Linked DNA regions of Mus musculus: region 1 is linked to region 2. A link is a contact called in public Hi-C data. All regions are on one chromosome and are shown on one strand. The core of a region is the stretch at or near the end of the contact, and the rest is flanking DNA. Distances in the headings are between cores, read along the strand shown. Region 1 holds the start of Snf8 (SNF8, ESCRT-II complex subunit, homolog (S. cerevisiae)). Region 2 overlaps Zfp652os (zinc finger protein 652, opposite strand).

What was found. Hi-C and Micro-C count contacts between places; a contact is called where the count stands out from the background.
Region 1: a Hi-C map of embryonic stem cells shows a contact between it and region 2, with 1.7 times the contacts expected there. The contact joins the promoter of Snf8 here to the enhancer-like site in region 2. A contact is called at or near these places in 7 of 39 promoter capture datasets (the 3T3-L1 cell line, the C10 cell line, embryonic stem cells and 4 more), 3 of 484 Hi-C or Micro-C datasets (CD4 T cells and embryonic stem cells), 6 of 115 datasets of contacts at active chromatin or transcription factors (the 230-238 cell line, bone marrow-derived macrophages, craniofacial prominence and 2 more) and 3 of 9 other capture datasets (adipose tissue, liver and pancreatic islet).

The regions. Positions count from the first base shown.
Region 1 is chr11:96,033,497-96,036,196 of GRCm38.p6, forward strand. Snf8 (SNF8, ESCRT-II complex subunit, homolog (S. cerevisiae)) reads left to right here and starts at 1,389. Exons shown (of 8, transcript NM_033568.3): 1 at 1,389-1,571; 2 at 1,823-1,873. The coding sequence starts at 1,518.
Region 2 is chr11:95,702,871-95,705,570 of GRCm38.p6, forward strand. The region is part of intron 1 of Zfp652os (zinc finger protein 652, opposite strand); the gene reads right to left. Among named protein-coding and RNA genes, the nearest start is that of Zfp652os, 8.5 kb to the right of the region's middle. Within about 2 kb of position 1,376, at least 27 of the 459 cell types and tissues checked have an H3K27ac peak or open chromatin away from gene starts, as enhancers often do. A contact at or near this core is called in bone marrow-derived macrophages and embryonic stem cells, where this site is marked.

The DNA.
Region 1 (2,700 bases), core at 139-2,638, 330 kb after region 2:
TAAGACTTCTGAATTTCTTTTTTTTTTCCTTTTCCTTTTTCTTTTTTTTTTCTGAGACAGGGTTTCTCTGGGATTAAAGGTGTGTGCCACCACCGCCCGGCTTCTTCTTTTTTTTTTTTTTTTTTTTTTCGAGACAGGGTTTCTCTGTGTAGACCTGGCTGTCCTGGAACTCACTCTGTAGACCAGACTGGCCTCGAACTCAGAAATCAGCCTGCCTCTGCCTTCCAAGTGCTGAGATTAAAGGCATTTGCCGACACTGCCCGGCATAAATAAATCTTAAAAAAAAAAAAAGAAGGCAAAGGAAAAGTTTGGATTTACATTTGTGGCATCTTGAATATCTGATGAGAGTGTCAAAGTCTCAAACAGAGTTACATGTTTTCCTCCCTTCGTTTGTGTAATGTATTTCCTCCTAGCCAGCCACTGTAAAAGACTGTCTATAAACATCGTTTTTAATCATAACGATTGTATTTAAAACCTCACCACTAGCTCTTACTAGGCACAACACTGCCTGTGTTAGGGAGAAATTTAGAAGTTCATGCAGTAAGCCTGTCTGCTAGGTGGAATAAACAAACCCTGACTTGATCAAACTTACCTATTGAATTCCTCTGCAGAAATTCTTGAGTTGGGTTAAGATTTTACAGCTAAGGGCCAGGTATGGTGGCTCAAGATGGGGAAGATCTCTGAATTCAAGGCCAGTGTGGTCTACAGAGCAAGTGAATTCTAGGACTGCCAAGGCTACATTGAGAAACTCTGTCTCCCCCTAGCCCACTCCGCCCCCTCCAAAAAACCCAAATTTGAGTCAGACTGTCTGACTCATAGCTAGTCCTATTTCATGACGTTAAGTAATTTAAGGCAGATTCCCGAATCCCTTGTGAAATACAATACCAACTCACGAACTTGAGGGTTTTGAACAAGTATAGAACAAGGCAAGTTGTGCAGTGCGTGGCACAAAACTATCAGATGCTGCCGCCTTTTTTTTTTTGTTAATCTAAGGTTTCGTTTTATTCTCGGTTTTTGCTCAAGGTAGCACCCATGAGTTTGGTGGCTCATGCATTTAATCCCAACATTTGGAGGTAAAGGCAGGAGAACTCTGAATTCGAAGTGAGCTTGGCTTGCATAGTTCCAGACCAACCAACCATGGTTATGGAGAGACCCTTGCTAAAAAAAAAAAAAAAATGGCACCTTCCATGGCCAACACAGCTCTTGGTCATGTCCCTGAAGCATCTGTCGCTCTCCAGGAGCCCACCTTGGTAGGATGCATGGGGAATTAAAATAGGACATGGGGTTAGCGTTTGCGATGTCGTCTGGACTTCCTGGAAATTGGCCCCCAGCTAGGGCGGGGACTGGGGCCCTTGCAAGAAACTCCTCGACTCCGCGGCAGGAAGTGAATATCGAGACTTCCGGCGCGCTCAAATGACGCACGGCACCCGGCTTCCGTGTTGGGAGCTGGCGACAGAACCTGGGACGCGGAGAGCTGGGGTCGGGGCTGCGGGGCGGCCCGCGGGCCCGGGGTGGGGATGCACCGGCGCGGGGTGGGAGCTGGCGCCATTGCCAAGAAGAAACTCGCAGAGGTGAGCGCGAAAGAAGCCGGGATGGAGCCTGCTCTGCCCTCGAGACACTGAATTCTCCCGGAATGGAGTTCTAGTCCCCTAAATCTGTAGAAGACAGGTTTCTCCGGAGCCCAGGGAGGAGTGATTGGAGTGTCAGGAGGCTGCTGGTTAAGTCACTGCATAAGACATATCTTTAATACTAAGGCAGTGGCAGCGCAATGGGAGCCTTGGCGATCACTGTCACAACTCATGCCGGTCTTTTTGTCTGACAGGCCAAGTATAAGGAGCGAGGGACTGTCCTGGCTGAGGACCAGCTGGCCCAGGTGAGTGACTGAAAGGCTTCAGACAGGAAGGGAGATGGACCAGGGCTGGCCAATATACCTTTGGTATAGATCGTCTCCACTGAACTAAAAATAGGATGTCAGGCAAATCCAGATTTAGGGAGAATGGCTAGTAATACTAGCTAAGATTTTTGACTGATTAGACTTGTGCGTTTCCCCTTTTTATTTTATTTGGTTATTGTCTCTTTTTGTTTTTTTTAAAGATGGTGTCTCACTTTGCTGCTAAGGCTGGGCTCCCAGCCTGTCCAGCCTCAGTCTGATCAGAGCAAATGCCACCCTTCCCAACCTTATGGTCATGTTCAATCCTCATTACAATTCCATGTCAACCTAGATTTAAAAAGTTCATCCAGTGATCTGGGAATGTACCTCAGCGTTAGAGCGTTTGCCTGACATGCACAAGTGCTGGAAGCCGTGCTCAACACAGCAAAAATTTAAACTTTCTTTAAAAACCAAAATGATAATTTTTCCTCAGAGTACTGACATTTCGCCAGGCAGAGGTGGCACACGCCTTTAATCCCAGGACTCGGGAAGGCAGGGACAGATGGATCTCTGAGTTGGAGGCCAGCCTGGTCTACAGAGGGAATTCCAGGATAGCCATGGCTATAAAGAGTCACCGTGCTGTCTTGAAAAACAAAACAAAAACGAATGCTGATATCTATCTATTTATTTTTAAAAGATTTATTTATTTAATATATGTGAGTACATTGTTGCTGTATTCAGACACACGAGAAGAAGGCACCAAGATGACATTACAGATGGTTGTGAGCCACCACGTGGTGCGGGAATTGAACTCAGGACCTCTGGAAGAG
Region 2 (2,700 bases), core at 126-2,625:
TCACAGAACCTCATTAACATGCCTCATTTGCATGTCTCACATCTGATTGGTTATATTCTCAGTACCTCATTAACATGCCCGGGCCAGGCAGTGACTTGGCAAAAAGCTTTACTGCATATGTACACATTGGTTGTTTGTCCAAACTTATGCGTGGTGGCCAGCAGTAGCCAGCACCACTCTGCAACGGCACATGTGGCTTCCCACACCTTAGGAAGAAACTGGGAATCCGAAGCACGTCTGAAAGCTTTCTGTAGGATTGTCAACACGGAAGAACTCACCCGAGACTAAAGACCAGCGTGAATGTTGGCGACATAAGGAACATGACAGATATTGCTCTTTATAGTGAAGCTGTCTCCAGAATCACTTCTCAGTCCGAGGAATTGAGAATTGGAGAGGAAGTTGTATATACATTGGGGACTGTTGGATTATTATAATCTCCTCCTCCTCCTCACCCGCCCCCTCCTTCTCCTTCTTTGGAATGGATCTCATGAGTTCTGATCCTCCTGCATTCATTTCCTAAGTGCTGGGATTACAGGCGTGCACCACCACACTTAGTTTATACACCATTGGGGACCAAACCCACAGCTTTCTGTGTGCTGGACAAGGATTCTACCAGTTGAGCTGCATCCCAGTCCAGAACCTTTTTTTTTTTTTTTTTTTTTTTTTCTTAAACCTGAAGCACCATCTCCTTTATCCTCATCTCTTGTTAAAGAAGAAAGTAGTAGTTTACCCAGGGAACATTATTGGTGGGAGTATCACACTAATGGGCCAGGGCACAGTGGAAGTCAAGGAAGAGCCCTTGTACTTGGTAGCCTCCATTTTATGGCGGCTAAAGGATACCAAAGAGGAAAGAGGAAACCCTAGCCTCCTCAAATAGCCTATAATCCAGGGAGGCCCTGCTTTAACCAGACTGAATACAAGATGTAGCAGAACACAAAGGAAGTGGCCCAAGGCCCTGTGGGGGAAGTAGGGAAGGCTTCCCAGAGGAGGCGGTCATTGGAGCTCTCAGCCAGGTAAACAAGTACAGATGGGGTGTTCCAGGTGGAAGATGTGGCATGGGTGAACACTTAGACAAAGGAGCATGGCCTGTTGCAGATGCTGGAGATGTTCAACGTGTGCAGCATTAGAGGAGTCAGGGGTAAGTGAAGTTGACCTCACATTTGGGCACGTCCCGAAATGCCTTGCAAAAGAGTTTGGATTTCCACGGTAAGCTATGGAGAGCTGGATGTATTTCCTATGGCTGCTCTAGCAAATCGCCACACACCAGGTAAGATGAGAAGACACACATGTGAAGTCTCACTGGGCTGCCGTGGGCTACTAGGGAGAACTGATTCCTTGCTGGCTCACTTCTGCTTCTCCCGGCAGCCCACAATCCTCAGCTCACATCCTCCATCTTCACAGCCAGCATCACATGGTTTCAATCCTGTTTCCCTAACTGTATCTCAGACTCCAGCACTCTTCTGCCTCTGTCTTCACGGGGCTCCAGGGATGGCACCAGGTCCATTAGAATTAGTACAAGCACCACACCCGTGAACTCTGTCACCTTGCAAAATCCCTTTTGCAATGTAAAGTGGCAGATGTAAAGGTTCAGAGAAGTGGGTGTGGGCCTTTGGGGGGGGGGTCACTATTCTATGCATACACAACAGGAAACAGTGAAGAAACCAGAGTGAAGCTTGAGGTGTCTGGTAGCACAGCAGGGTGGCTCAATGAGATGGTTGTACGGTCTAGAGGGATGGCTCAGTGGTCTGCTCTTACAGAGGTCTGGAGTTCAAGTCTTAGCACCGATGTGGTAAGTCACAATCAGCTATAATTCCAGTTCCAGGGGGATCTGAGCCTCTCCTCTGGGCACCAGGTATGCATATGGTGCACATGCATACATGTGGGCACTCATGGTATCCACACTAAAAAAAAAAAAAAAAAAAAAAAAAAAAGTCTTGGGGAAAGAAAAAAAAAAAAAAGAAACCACTGGTGTGGGCTATGACGACACCAGTGGGTTGTTTTTTTTCTTTCCCCAAGACTTTTTTCGGAGTATGGTCTCTGTACTTGGGTTTTCTTGTCTATAAAACAGACAAAAATACCTTGCTTTCTCCCTAGTTATTCAGGTTATATGGGGTAGCAGTGATGAAAGTTAGGACAGGAGGAACCCTTCAGTAAACTGCAAATATCTTGCTCAGTGCTAAAAACAGAACCTAGCCCACTATAAGGCTCATCAGCATAGGAAGGAAGGAGACACTCGAGCAGAGCACTAGGGAATCTCTGCATGAGAACACGAGATACTATAATCCTCCGGATGAGGCTCGCCTGCTTCCTCTGTTGGCAGAAGGAAACAAAGGCTGGAAGCTGCCTACATCTGTTCTCCTTTCTGCTGAGATTTGTTCTGGATGTTAAAGAGTAAATGATTTCTTTGTTTGTATGTTGAGACAGGGTTTCTCTGTAGCTCTGTCCTGGAACTCATTCTGGAGACCAGGCTGGCCTGGAACTCAGAGATCTGCCTGCTTCTGCACACTAGGTTTGCCTGGAGCTACAATGTAGCCCAGGCTGGCCTCAATCTCCTGGTGACCCTCCTTCCTCAGCTTCCCAAGTGCTGGGATTACCAACATAAGCTGCCACTACCAGCTATGGATACTTATTTAATTCTTCAATGCTATTTATTTATCCCCCACCCCACCCGGAGATTTCTGCAACACTGTGGGTGACATT